Linked DNA regions of Mus musculus: all the other regions are linked to region 1. A link is a contact called in public HiChIP or PLAC-seq and promoter capture Hi-C data. All regions are on one chromosome and are shown on one strand. The core of a region is the stretch at or near the end of the contact, and the rest is flanking DNA. Distances in the headings are between cores, read along the strand shown. Region 1 holds the start of 1110065P20Rik (RIKEN cDNA 1110065P20 gene). Region 2 holds the start of Thrap3 (thyroid hormone receptor associated protein 3). Region 3 holds the start of Sh3d21 (SH3 domain containing 21).

The links. Promoter capture Hi-C pulls out the DNA fragments that hold promoters and counts their contacts. HiChIP or PLAC-seq counts read pairs in DNA pulled down with a chosen protein or histone mark.
Region 2: an H3K4me3 HiChIP or PLAC-seq map of embryonic stem cells shows a contact between it and region 1, with 5 read pairs. The contact joins the promoter of Thrap3 here to the promoter of 1110065P20Rik in region 1. A contact is called at or near these places in 1 of 484 Hi-C or Micro-C datasets (B cells) and 1 of 115 datasets of contacts at active chromatin or transcription factors (embryonic stem cells).
Region 3: a contact with region 1 is called in a promoter capture Hi-C map of hippocampal neurons, with 5 times the contacts expected there. The contact joins the promoter of Sh3d21 here to the promoter of 1110065P20Rik in region 1. A contact is called at or near these places in 2 of 39 promoter capture datasets (hippocampal neurons and pre-B cells).

Annotation. Positions count from the first base shown.
Region 1 is chr4:124,848,051-124,852,522 of GRCm38.p6, forward strand. 1110065P20Rik (RIKEN cDNA 1110065P20 gene) reads right to left here and starts at 2,514. Exons shown (of 3, transcript NM_001347196.1): 1 at 2,472-2,514; 2 at 2,182-2,383; 3 at 1,435-1,912. The coding sequence starts at 2,506. The coding sequence ends at 1,817. Mtf1 (metal response element binding transcription factor 1) reads left to right here. Exons shown (of 11, transcript NM_008636.4): 11 at 1-1,750. Yrdc (yrdC domain containing (E.coli)) reads left to right here and starts at 2,709. Exons shown (of 5, transcript NM_153566.2): 1 at 2,709-3,116; 2 at 3,643-3,757; 3 at 3,850-3,969. The coding sequence starts at 2,725.
Region 2 is chr4:126,200,318-126,204,789 of GRCm38.p6, forward strand. It overlaps Thrap3 (thyroid hormone receptor associated protein 3), which reads right to left and starts at 2,393. Exons shown (of 12, transcript NM_001356455.1): 1 at 2,253-2,393. It overlaps Gm25323 (a small nuclear RNA gene), which reads right to left and starts at 960; the gene lies at 858-960.
Region 3 is chr4:126,161,367-126,165,838 of GRCm38.p6, forward strand. It overlaps Sh3d21 (SH3 domain containing 21), which reads right to left and starts at 1,975. Exons shown (of 16, transcript NM_001162533.1): 1 at 1,859-1,975; 2 at 1,600-1,757; 3 at 1,436-1,499; 4 at 1,087-1,205; 5 at 810-900; 6 at 602-657; 7 at 369-414; 8 at 157-257; 9 at 1-55. The coding sequence starts at 1,862. It overlaps Thrap3 (thyroid hormone receptor associated protein 3), which reads right to left. Exons shown (of 12, transcript NM_001356455.1): 12 at 2,716-4,251. The coding sequence ends at 4,030.

The sequences.
Region 1 (4,472 bases), core at 1,264-3,763:
TGTTGGTGTGTGGAAGTGCACTACTGTCGCGAATTTACAGCTTTTTCACAGCCCCAATCAGAAATATGTCGGAAGGCTCTCTGCACCACCTCTGTTGGCTCAAAAGCAGAATGACTTCCACGCTTCATCAAATCCATTTAGGAAGCCGTTAATGACCTCCCTCACCGGCTCCCACTTACTCTTAAATTCCCAACTGTAGAGGCATTTTAAATATACTCCAGCCAGTGCAAGATTTTCACAGATGAAGTTTGCAAGTGGTTGTGCTGTGACACAGATGGGAAATTGTCCATCTCTCCTCTGAGGCAGAAGGGGATGAGCCATAAAACTGGATCATACATATTTCTGATTGGTCTGTTTCTTGCATATTCTTGGATCTTGTTTCTTATGCCCCTGCTCTTGGGGAGGTTGGTCATTAGCCCAGGCATCTCTCACTGTTCTGGCGGCTTGAGGGCTTCTCAGTCTGCGTTGAAAATGCAAGTTTAATTGGATCTGTCAAATTATATTATAGTACAACCTTTTTCTAGAACTGGCGTGTAAAAACCATACACTGCTCCTTGGTGGTGGCTCACTGGGACAAAAATAGGTGATAATGTCATGTCACTTTCTCAATTCAATGCAATTTCTACTTTTTTTTTTTTTAAACAGGTAATGTTTTCATAAAACTTTTTTCCACCAAAATCTGGGGTGTTTATTGTAGTATCCCCGTGTCCCTCGAGGTGCCAAGTCAGGGGCTTGCCCGCCCTTGCCGCGGGTGTTCTCAGGCTTCCCAAGGGCTGTGTGAGTCAACAGCCTGCATCTTTGGTTGTGCTTTGGAGAAAATGTCACTGAGGTTGGAGTCCCAGGTAGCTAGTCCCTTTTCCTGGGAATTCCCTGTTGCAGTTTGGGGAAGGTGGCTGGAAAACGGGCTTTTCTGGTTGCCTGGCTCAGATCTAGCCAGAAAAGGCCACAAACTCTTTTCTAACACAAACTAATCATTGGCCAGTGGTCTTGGTGACAAGTTTTTAAGTCCCAAATAGTTTTATTTGAATTATGTAAAAGTACCAAGTTTATTTTAAATGTAAAACATGGGAACAACGGACTTCCACTGAGCGATATGAAAACGTTACAGGTTCAGTACTTCCAAAGGAAGAAACCTCCAACCCCTAAAAAGAATAAATACGAATTTGTATTTTTGAAGAATGTGAAATAATAGTGTTTGCTTAATTGCTCATTTTGTATAAACTTAATATTGTACTTTAAAATATCTGCTATGAAGTGAAAATTTAACTTTTTGGAATTGAAAAAGCAATATTAAATACTAATGAAATCTTAATTAAATGCTTATTTAAATCTGGTAGTACATGTGGCATTACTTCCCATCCCTGTCCCTGGTTGACACTCTCTTCCCACTCCCAGCCATCAAGTCTTGGAGGGACAGAAAAGAAAGGTCAGTCACCAGGGTCTGCAGATTTCCTTTTAATCAAGACTCTGCTCAAGTGTTTTGTGGGGCTGAGAGCCCCCAAAGCATGAAATGAACATGTAATACCACCTGGAACCCCCAAAGCAGGCCAGACCACTCTGGCCAGCACTGCTGGCTTCCTGAATCCGAGTACTCAAGACTGGATGTTTGTTGGCTCCATTTCAAAGCACAGTACTGCCTTCAGCCAGGACGACGTGGGAGTGAACCCAGCTGCTAGTAGAGTTGCCATCCCAGGCTGAGGGCCAAGTACCAGCAACTGCCCGTGAAGACTGGCCCCTTTTAGTGAAGGGAGTTGGTCACAGTCCAGCCACTGGCCCTGGAAAGGGACAGAAGTCAGGGTGCCCGGCTAGGGTATGATCAAGACTCCGAGGCTCCATCGCCAGCATCCTTTGGAAGGCCACCTCTGGCCGATACAGATGGCTGGGGCGGCGCTCCAGACTTGGCTGAACCGTTCTAGTTGGAACAGAAAAGGGGGGAGGGGGGATGAGCCCGGAGGAAAGGCCTTAAGTTAGGCCCCACAAGAATAAGGCCACTTGGCATCTCGACAGTACCATGCTTTTTCAAAACCTCGCTCAGATCAAAGGAAGTTAAGCGGTGGGGATGCTCTTCCACCTGCCTCCTTTGGAGCGGGGTGGGGGTGGGGAGCGCGAGCTAGACCAGTGCAGTGAGTGGGAAGCGCCCACCTCCCCAGGTCCAGCCCGGAGAGGGCACTGGGCACTGACCCCGCCACCAGCCGGTTCTGGGCGCCGGCGGCCCAGCTGCCGCAGCATCTCCTCACAGGCGGCGATGGTGTCCAGAAGCTGCCGCTGCCGCTGCTCCACGGCGTCCAGCAGCTGCTGGGCGCGTTCATCTCGGGGCGGCTGCGGGGGTGGCCTCCCGCCGAGCCCCAACCCCGCCTTCCCACGGTCCACGCCGGCAGCCTCCCTGCCCGGGAGAGAGACGGCGTCAGGGCCCGGCGCTAGGCGGCGCGAGGTCGCGGCCCCAACCCACCGCCCCGCCGGCCCGCTCTCACCCCCGTGACCAGCCTGCGCCGGGACCCCACTCCATCGCCGCCCGTGCCACCCGCTCACCACCCCTCCGCAGTCCGCCCCCCGCGCCGCGCGAGGAGTCCGCTAAGCCGAGCCCCGCCCCGTCCCCACCGTTCTCCTTCAAGTCGCCTGGGGGTCGCGGTCCCTTTAAGCGGCCGGGAGCGGAGGCGGGGCCGAGCCTCGCGGGCCGGAAGTTGCGTCCGTGCGTCACTTCCTCCCGGAAGCGGCTCGGCACGGATGTCTACGGCGCGTCCGTGCGCGGGGCTGAGGGCCGCCGTGGCGGCCGGCATGGGGTTGAGCGACGGGCCGGCTAGTTCTGGCCGCGGCTGCCGCCTCCTACGCCCTCCTGAGCCCGCTCCGGCGCTGCCGGGGGCCCGGCTGCTGCGGCTTCCGGAGAGCGAGCCCGTGGAAGCCGCGAGCCCCGAGCGCTCCGGCTGGACCGAGGCGCTGCGGGCCGCCGTGGCCGAGCTGCGCGCCGGCGCCGTGGTGGCGGTCCCGACCGACACGCTCTACGGCCTGGCCTGCTCGGCGAGCAGCTCGGCGGCCCTGAGTTGCGTGTACCGCCTCAAAGGCCGCAGCGAGGCCAAGCCGCTGGCCGTGTGCCTGGGCCGCGTGGCCGACGTCTACAGGTGAGGCGGCCCCGCTGGGGGCGGCCCCGCGGGAGGGGTTTCCGGTGACAGCCTCGGGAGACCGCGGCGTCCGCCGAGCGCGGGAGGGGCTTGTCCTTGCTCCCCGAGGAGGAATCCGGAACTGGAGATTGGTCGGGAGCGCTGACGGCTCGCCAAGATCCGCTCTAGACAGTCGGTCGAGAAGCTGAGTTAGGCGAGCATGGCACTCTTCTCCCGGTGCCCTTGTGATGGGCGGAGGGGAGGCCCGTTTCGGGGTAACGCCTTCCAGATGATTAAACGGATTGAGATTGTATCCACGTGCCACGGCGCTGTGGTTTTGTCCCCCAAGACAGGCGGATAGACTTAAAGCCCAGGGTACTCTGTGGAGTCTGTCTTCTGCCAGAACTCCGAGGAAGAGGGAGTAGAGAGTCAGGTAGATCTCGTTCATTATACACGCGAAGGGGACCCCTCTCCAGCATCTGCCTTAAGTCCCCAGGAAAGGTCCATCAGGGTGATTTGGAGAGGATTTGTGCTCCTTTGCCTGCAGGTACTGTCAGGTGAGAGTACCTAGGGAGCTCCTGGAAGACCTGTTCCCAGGCCCTGTGACCCTGGTGATGGAGCGCTCCGAGGAGCTCAACAAAGACCTGAACCCCTTTACTCGTGTGAGTCAAGAGTTTTCCCTTTTCCTGCGATCTAAATCAGACGCTTGCAAGCCCTCGATGTCTTCCTCACGTTCTCTTTTCTTGCTTCCCAGCTTGTTGGCATCCGGATTCCTGACCATGCCTTCATGCTGGACTTGGCCCAGATGTTTGGGGGACCACTTGCACTCACTAGTGCCAACCTCAGCTCCCAGGCCAGTTCTCTGAGTGTTGAGGTGAGAATTGGCCCCAGCAGGTTAAACTGCTGTTTCCTTAAAATCAACAAGGCTAACACTGTAATGGGATTGCCTGGCAGAAATTTGGGCCTTTGGTGCATGGGTGAGAAGGTTACCCATTTGGTGTTGGTTAGAGGAGGGTATCCGAATGAATCTTGGAAGGGGGCAGGTGGTGTACTTGTAAGGCCAGGACAAGGAGGCTAGGGTAAGAAAATCTCAGTCAGCCTTAGTTATTTAGGGACACTTACTTTTTTTTAATGATTTATTTTTATTTTATGTACATTGCTGTTTTGCGCGCGCGCGCGTGTGTGTGTGTGTGTGTGTGTGTGTGTGTGTGTGTGTGTGTGTCTAGGTGATGGTGTCAGATCTCCCGACCATGGAGTTGGTGATGGTGTCAGATCTCCCGACCATGGAGTTGTAGACAGTTATGAGCTGCTGTGTAGGTGCTGGGAATTGAACCTTGGTCCTCTACAAGAGCAGTCAATGCTCTTGACTGCCGAGCC
Region 2 (4,472 bases), core at 1,143-3,642, 1.4 Mb after region 1:
ATAGTTTTTCTTTCTTACTTTTGCACTAAGGAAAACCAGTATTCTAAAAAGCTCTCTATCACTGAACTACACCCCAAGAATGTGACCCATAATCTCACTAAACAATCCAAACTCCAAAGTAACCACACTTGGTAGCAAAGATACATGCTGCATACTGGAGCACTAACAATTACTAGCACCCCTTTCTAACAGGGCTGTATTTAGTCTGCAGACTAAAATACCAATCCTACTAAGTGTGACTGTTCACCTCAGCAATCACCAACACTCAAGAGACAGAGGCAGGAGAGGCCCTACCTAGAGACTAAATCAATCTCTAAAACTAGAGATCCTACATGGGTACTAAAAGAACTGAAAAACAAATGATATTTGTATTAAGTGTGTTCTGTGTGTGTCTCTCTGTCTCTGTATCTGTCTGTGCCTCTCTCTCTCCCCTCCTCCCACCACCCCACTCCTGAGACAAGTTCTCACTATGTAGTTCTAGCTGGCCTGGAACTCAGAAACCTGCCTACCATTGCCTCGGAGTGTTATGATTAAAGACAAGAACCACCACACCCAGCCATCCAGACATGTAGTAACCTTCAACCAGTTCTTTTTACAAAATGTAATCAAACCAGAGTGGTGGGCTCACCTTTGCGAGGCAGTGGGAGGCTGGAATCTTGGGTCAACCAGAGATACACAGTAAGACCCTGTCTTCAAAAAACAAAACAACACACACAAAAACAAGTTGGGTGTAGGGGCAAAAGCCGCTCTAAGGTAGAGGTAGGAGGCTCAAGAGTTCAAGGCCAGTATCAGCTACATACAGAGTTCAGAGGCCAGCCTGGACCTTGTCTTAGGCAAAACAAAAATTAAAAAAAAAAAAAAAAAAAAAAGCAATCATGCCAAAATAGCTGCATTTGCGCAGGGGCCATTGCTAATCTTCTCTGTATCGTTCCAATTTTAGTATGTGTGCTGCCAAAGCAAGCTCGCTGCATTACTTTTTGATTCACTAAGTACTAATATTAATTCAAGATACACATCTGCAAATTAACTAAAAACTACAAAGACCAACTTTTCTCCACAAGTTTCAAGGCACCAGCCGTCTTTAACATTTATACAGAATAATATATACACCTAAGCTGTCTAAATAATAGGATTGACTACACACGGACAGTATTTCCACAAACAAAACTAGGAAAGATCTGAAAAAAGACAGTTGGATACATGCCTTTCGACTTAGGACCCACAATCGAAAACTCCCATACCCGGTAACAAGGGGTTAACCGTCAGTGAATTTCGTTGAATATTTACACTAAAGGTAGCCAGGGTTGTGCACTGCCATTTTAGAAAAAGAAAAAAAAAAACAAAAAAACTTAAGTACGTTAAAGTAAAAACTGAAATTTAAACGCAAAAGCTGATAAAGCCGTCTTTCTTGGCTCTGTCCTATAACGTCCTTGCCATATTGTTTCTATCCAATTAGCAAGCTCCTCGTTAACATAGGACTCTCACCGATGGCTTCCAACTTCTGGGCCACCAATGTTGCCGCCAACTACCGCCGCCACGCTCCACCCATTAAGAATCACAAGAGCAAAGAAAATAAGAGAAAAGTTGTTTAAGTGTGGGACACAACTGCTTCTCACCAGCAGGGCACACGCCAATCACCGAAGGAACGCAAGTCGGCCTCACTTGCAACCAAAGGAAGAAAGTGGGAACTATTTTTCCGATAGGAAATAAACTTGGAATAGGCCTCTTTTGGCCAAGAGAGGAAGAAAACAAAACAAAAGAACAAACAAGTTTAAAAAAAAAACAAACACAGAAGAAGTACTAACATTTAGTGTGCTAGCAGCCACATGGGCCCTAGAAGACAGAACCAGGCCAATGGAGACTGGTGGGGGAAGGGCGTGCAAGAGTTCCCGGAAAAAAAAAATTCAAATAACGAGGTTCGTAAAACAGGATTTGGGGGGCGGGGGGGAGATGGAGTTGGTGGAAGCCGTCGTTCCCGCACAGTGCACAGAAGTGTGCAAGCTGTTTCAGAGAGAAGGCGGCCGGAGCCCGGAGAACTAGGCCGGAGCGGAGGGAAGCGGAGAAGGGCGGGGAGGGGGAGGAGCCGATGGAGCAGGGCCCGCTCGGAGCAGGCCCGGGCCGAGCGTGGAGGAAGCCGCCGCACGCTAGGCCTAACCCTCGCCGGGGCCCAGCCGGCGCCCAGAAAAGAGGAAAACCCCAACACACAGAGATTAGCTGAGCTGTCCTCACTCCCATCAACTGCGTCCACTCACCTTGACCGGCCGGAGCGACTACAGCTGCAATCTCGCAACGGCACAACCGGCCCGAAGCTCGCCCCCGCCCGCTAGCGCGCCCCGCGTCCCCGCTCTCCGACGACGGCGGCTACCGCCTCGCTCCGCTACCTCCTGGGAAATGTAGTCCTAGGTTTCTCTCTCCTGACTCACCGGACGTCCTCTCGAACTCTATTTCCCACAAGGCAGAGCGAGCGTTGGGCCCGCCGCTTTGCGTCACGCGCCCGAAGATCGGCGGTCACGTGGGCGACTGCGTTGCGCCTCCGTTCCCCCCTCCCCCCGCTCCCGCCTGGGTGGCCTGAGGAAGAGGGAGGGAGGTGGACGGAAGGGGCCCGGGCGTTGCTGACGCCACTGCCCCCACCATTTTGGAGAGGCCTCTCCGGGGGACTGAGGGAGGGCCCGAGCCCCACCCACTCGTCTTCTGCTTACGTCCCCGGAAAGTCTCTAGTTTGGTGGCCATCAGGCCTCTTGGCATTCGTTCTGTGCCTTACCCTTCCCCTGCTTTCTGACCTTGAACAGATCGTTGTATAAAGTGAGGCTCATAATTTGTACCTCACAGAGTTGTTGGGAGGTCCCCGACAAAGGAAGGCACTTGATCACCCGGAACCCAGAAAACGCAACGCAAAATGGAGAAGAGTTGTTTTGATAGTGTGATCTCAGGGGACCCAGAAGTCCGTTGGATCTCGGTCTCTCCTACAGCCACCTCCTGTCCCATTTAATGGCAATAAGAGCCCAAAGAGGTTTTTAGTTTGGGGATTTTTTTCATGGGGAGCGGGGATTCTAGACAGGGTTCTCGGTATACTGAAATACTCTAGGTAGAGCAGGCTGGCCTCAAACTTGGCCCAGAGAAGTTTTTTAAGAACATGGGCCCAGGAAGTATATTAGTACCTGTGGAACCACAAATGTCCTGGAAAGTGAAACCCTGGGATTTGTGTTTTCTCCTTGGTTTTTGTTTTTTGTTTTTTTTTGTTTTTTGTTAACTTTAATTTTTAGAACAGAATCTCCCGTTGTATGCCAAGCTGTCCTGGAAATCACCGGGTAGCACAGGCCGTCCCCTAAACTCAAGGCAGCCTTTTCGTCTCAGCCTCATTCATGACTGCTGAGCTTACAGATGTTAAGTCACTACGAGGCTGTTTCTCACATGGTCACTAAGGTTTTTTAGAGCAGTTTGGTTTTCTCTGCACTTGCTTGCCTTAGTGAATCCTGCACATGTAAGCGTTCAAACGTCACCTTTTCTGTCATGCATTTACGAGCTACTGTACTGCTGTAGCTATTGAAACTGTTCCTGTTCAGATGGAAGGAAGGGTATCCAGGGATTCGGAAGGCCCAGGAACCGCTACGCTCTGAGAGGAAGCCTCTTCAGCAGAGGCATTGCAGCTCGGGAGCCTCAGCCCTGATCTTTCTTCTCTTCTTCTCTTCATGGCTTCTTTTCTTCTTAGCTTCTTCCAATGAGAAAGCCATACCAGGCAGCAAATCTCATAAAGCAGATTTATTGGGAGGGTTTGGGGTACAGAACAAAGACTCGAAGAGTAGTGGCTGTTTCTGCTCCTGGCAAGTGAACGAAGGACAGGGGTTATATATATAGGATTTATTCGGAGGCGGGGCTTTTCAGGGCATGCAGAGATTTCCGGAGTAAGGATTGGTGGGATCTCAAGTCCTGAACTTGGGGAGCTCAGGGATTGGTGGCTTTCCCCCACCCTCTTTCCTGTATTGAGCCCATGGATTAGAACAGGAAGACCTTCCCAGCTGCAGGCGGCTTTGACCTGACGGACACTGGAGACTTGATGCCCCAGCTGTGGTGGTACTTCGTGATGGCTGAGGTGGGAAAGCAGTTGCCGCCATTTAGACAGTTCCTTAGGTGTGCTGCCCAGGGACTACACCTATAATTACTAAAGCACCTGTTTTGTCACCAGCAGACTGTGAGCTCTTTGAGAACAGATGTTAGGGTCGGTCTGGTTTGGTATTAAATGCTAAATTCTGTACCCCAAGATCTGGTTGTCCCAAGACGAGCCAGTTCTCATGTGCATCAGCTTTTGTCATGCATACCAACACCAACAGCAGCACCAGAGCAGCCCCAGCAGGGATGATGAGTGTTGATGAATTTCTCCACATACCAGGCCAAAGCAGACAAAACACACATCGATCGGTAAACTTTTCTCACGAGAGAAAAGTCGCCAAGCTCAACTCAATCTGTAAGCTCTC
Region 3 (4,472 bases), core at 725-3,224, 1.3 Mb after region 1:
AAACTCCTCTTCTGCCTTGGCATTCTCCTTCCCACCAGCCCTTATCCTCAGTTGTCTGGTTAGGAAACAAGCCAGTGGGGGGAGGTGAGCATCGCTCAAGTTCTTCTTGCCTGGGCCCCACTCCTTACTCTTCTGTAACTCCTAATCCTCTCATACCTTTCTCAGAACTTTCACCAGGTCCCCCTTCTGCAGTGCCAGCTCATCTGGGGCCTCGGGTTGGTAGTCAAATAGGACCCTGCAGGTCTCAGGGCAGGAGACTAAAAGAAGGTCACTCTAGTGTGTAGCCCTTCCCTCCGCAGCCAGTGACTCCCTCCAACAACCTAGCCAGTTCACCTCCCACATAGATCTGGTACCGAGGGAGGGCTCACCTGTCCGCAGGTAGTCTGGAGGGCTGTCATATGTCAAGTTGCTCAACTATTGGGGGCAGAGAAAGGGGGGAATGAGACAAGTGTCAAGCCATTTTAAGAATTCGCTGGGAGTTGGAGATTTAGCTCAGTGGTAGAGCGCTTGCCTAGCAAGCCCAAGGCCCTGGGTTCAATCCTCAGCTCTGGGGGCAGGGGGGAAAGAATTCGCTGGCTGTGCCCACCATGACCCAATTTACCTTAGGAGGCCTCTGTGAATTTGGGGTAATTGGCGGTATGTCTGTATTTCCAAGGCCTGCAGAAGAAGAATCGATGGTGTTAGGGAGGTGCTAATTTAGCTAGGTCAAGGGAGGGGGCCAAAGGGGTCACGAGGTCAGGAGGGTCACTGGGAAGATCGCTGAAGATTGCTGAGTCTGGTCCCAGGGGATCACAGGGTCACGGTCTCACTTGGGGGCCCACTGTCCAGCAATTCCACAAAGTTGGATGGGAAGGCTCCCAACTGCCCGTTCTTCTCTCCCAGCCACCAGCCGTCCTCAATCTGGGGAAGGGGAAGGATGCGGGAGCATCTGGTTCTGTCCAAGAGTAACTGAGGTGTCCATCCTTGGTTCTACCCAAGGACTACATCCTCCCCAGCTGCCTCCCTTCCCATCGCCCCCACCCTTACTTCACTTTCTTCTGTGTGAATAGCTGCAGCATCTCCCCAAGTGCCCCCAGGACCCCTCACCTCCTTTATCACTTCCAAAATCTCCCCAGTTTGAAGCGTCAGCTCGTCTGCCTGCTCTGGGCTGTAGTTGAAGTTCACTCTGCACCATCTTTGGGGGTCCCGAGAGTTGATGGGGTGACCTAGGCCAGACAAGCAGGGAAGCAGCTCTGAGCAGGGAGCCCCGTCTGCAGCACTGGGGAAGAGTTGGACCCCAGAACTCCCTTTAGTAGCTTCAGGCCCCGCCCTCGAGCGGAGCATTGTACTTCAAGCCAATCAGGGGGCTGCAAAATAGCCGCGGGTGCCCCACCCACAGCCGTCATGTTCCACGCGGGCAGTGAGGCCCCACCCGCCGGCCCAGCGCCCGACTCACGGCGACTACGGCGCGGAAAGCGCGGTCTGGACTCGGTGACGCCCCGCAGGGCCTCCGGAATCTCCTGGGAAAATCACATAGGGGCGGCACTAGGCACAAGGCCCGAGGCTGAGGCCAGGGCCGCTCCTGCTCCCCCGCGCAGCCATACCCGTACCAGGCCTCACCTGCACCAGGCGCTTGGGGAAGCGACCGCGGCGGCCCCGCAACTCCCCAAGCAGCCAGCCCCGAGCGGGCCCCGCGCACACCTGCCGGATCACGTCCCCCGGAGCCAGACTCAGCTCGTCCTCCGTCTGCGCTCGGTATCTGGCCAGGACCAGGACCTCTACGGGCGGAAGCGAGCTAAGAAAGGCTGTGGGGACGTCCGTGGACTTTGCCCTTCGGAAAGTGTTTAGAAGAACCCACCCCGAACCCCCACACACATACCCATGACTTCTGGGGCTCCCTGCGCAGCCTGACCGTCAGGCTGGGCATTGGGTGCTCGGAGGGCGGGCGAAGCCGCCAGGCGGTAGACTGGATGTGGATGAGGCGGAGACTCGAGTCATAGGTCAGGATCCAGGTAGTAGGAGTGGGCGGCCTGGCTCAGCAGGTTGGGCCCCAATTCTTGAAGGAGGAGTCCAGGGTCTCAGCCCAGGGCTGGGGTAACAGCTTCCCCAAGAGCTCTACTTTAGCCAAGTCTCCCAACCTAGGCCAGACTCTATGTCTTTTATAACATTTCCTGGCCCACCCTCTTCTGGCTTGCAAGTTCTTAGCTGCAGGGGAAGGTGGAAGAGGTACATACCAGGGTGGGGCCATTCCTGGGAAAGTGGCCCCAGATAGAGATACTAGCTCCTGTCTCTGAAAAGCTATGGCGGGTATATTCCAAACTTCAACCCCCCCTGAAGCTTCGACTCACTTGGGGGCCTAGTTGGATTTCTGATAACTACTGCAGATTCTCCTTGGGGAAAGGCAGCAAGAATCAACTTTTAATAAGGGCTGGCAAGAGTCTGAAGGTTAGGGTCCACCCAGTTTACCAGTTGGGCTAGGCTCACCTCTTCCTTGTGGGTTAACATATAAAGGCCGAGCCAGCTCACTGCAGCCTTGACCCCTGCCCCAGCACCAAGGAAGCCAAAGTCCTGACTTCTGGCATGGTAGCTAGGTTTGGTTCTTGGAGGAGTCAAAAACACAGAATGCACAGCCTCCACTGAGAACAAGAAGTCCTTCTTCCCAGAGACGAAAACTATGGTATATTCTATGGGACCTATTAACCCAGGGTCACTCACACAAGCAACAAACACAGTCCGTTTACATCTGCCACTTCATTTATTGTTTTTATTTGCAGGAGGAGTTGAAACAAAAATTTAAGGGTGTTTTTTTGTTCTCCCCTAAACATGAATCATTCAAGTAAAACCAACATAACTATTGAAATTAGCAAAGTAAAGGGAAGTATGCACAACAACCCAAGAGCGAAGGCTGGGGAGGGAGGAGGGTGCAGTCGGCGTCCAACAGATGCGCGCAGGCAGCGGTTCACCTGCTGGGGACCGCTGCCCCGGAAGGCAAGCACAAGGACCCTTTAATGAGGATGCCCCCCAACATCTGAAAATGTTTCAACCCAAAACGTAAGGTTAAAGAGAAAAAAAAAAGGAAAAACCCAAAAACACACAACCCCACAGACCACCCAGCCATAACCACCATCCTTAATCATAGGCGTTTCTTTTCATTTTATAAAAAGATTAATAAAAAATATTGAAAAAATTATTTTCTCATCTTGTATTTGTAAAGATAATAGAATTCAGAAGTTTCTTAGAAAACCGTCCAGAAACTGCCCTCCAGTTTCCACTCCTCTTGCTGAAGACCAGCAGGACTACAAAGGTTGGGACACTGGAGCTGCTGGTGGAGAATGGGAAGCCCAGCCCAGGAGAAATGAGACAGAGCAGGGTGCATGGGGAGGCTGGGAGCAACTCCACGGGATACATGGCTGTGTAGAAAGGGGAACACGAGGTGGTCAGAAAGGCCTTAAACTCCTCCTCAACATACAAAACCGGTTTGTACAAGATCCAAGCAGTTTGGTCCCAAACTGAGGTGAACACTTCAATTTTTATTCACATGCTTTGTTTTCTCTTAAGAGTCAAAGTTGCCCAAATTAAAATCTTTACACTAATATTACTATATATCCCCTAAAAAGAAGAAAAAGAAAAAAGGATTTCTTAATAAAACTCAGGACAGGAAGAGACTGAAAACCAAATTCCCATTTAGTTCCAAATGAAATGCAATGAAGAAAACTTGGTTTCTAATTGGGGTGGGAGTGGGGGTGGGACAACAAAACCAAAACAAAGTCCAAGCATCAGCATCCTTCTCCCTACCCTGCCCACCCCCCACACCACCAGCAGCAGCAGGAGCCCAGTGTGTGGTCTCATCTAGGCTCGGTGGCAACGTCCTGTCCTCTGTCCAGTGAGACGGATGGCACCAGGGACACTCTGCTGTCGTGGGATGGATTCTGTGTGGCAAGTGGGTTGTGGGGTGGCGTTTTCAGGATCTTCTTGAGGCTCCTTGTTTAGCTCCACCAGCCTCTCCCAGCGCCTTTCTTCCCCGGGCAAGGGCTCCATCAAGAGCGGCCCCTACTCAGCTGAGGGCTGTAAACTGTCCTTCTCTTCTCTGTTCTCTGTCCCACTCTCGTCGTCTTCTATCTCTCCCTCCTCCCCACTGAACTTGTCATGGGCCCACTTGGGGCTGGTACTGGACTTCCGGAACATGAACCGGCCCCGCCCCCGGGGAAAGGCTCCTCGGCCTCGGCCTCGGCCCATCCACTTGTCGCTGCCCTCGCCTTCCCGGTCGTCATGCTGCAAGGGAAGAAGACTGGCATCAGTGCTAGCACTCTACCCATCCACAGGCCAGAGCGCCTATGCCTCCCGCAGCCTTCTTTTCTGCCCTTCTCCCACTCAAAGCTCCCACAGGCTCAGACCGAGGAACATCCCTGCTGTAACTAAGGAACTCCAAGAACTAATGCAACAGAACAAACACTGCACAGTGACACCTTCAAAACGCAGACCGACCAAGAGGC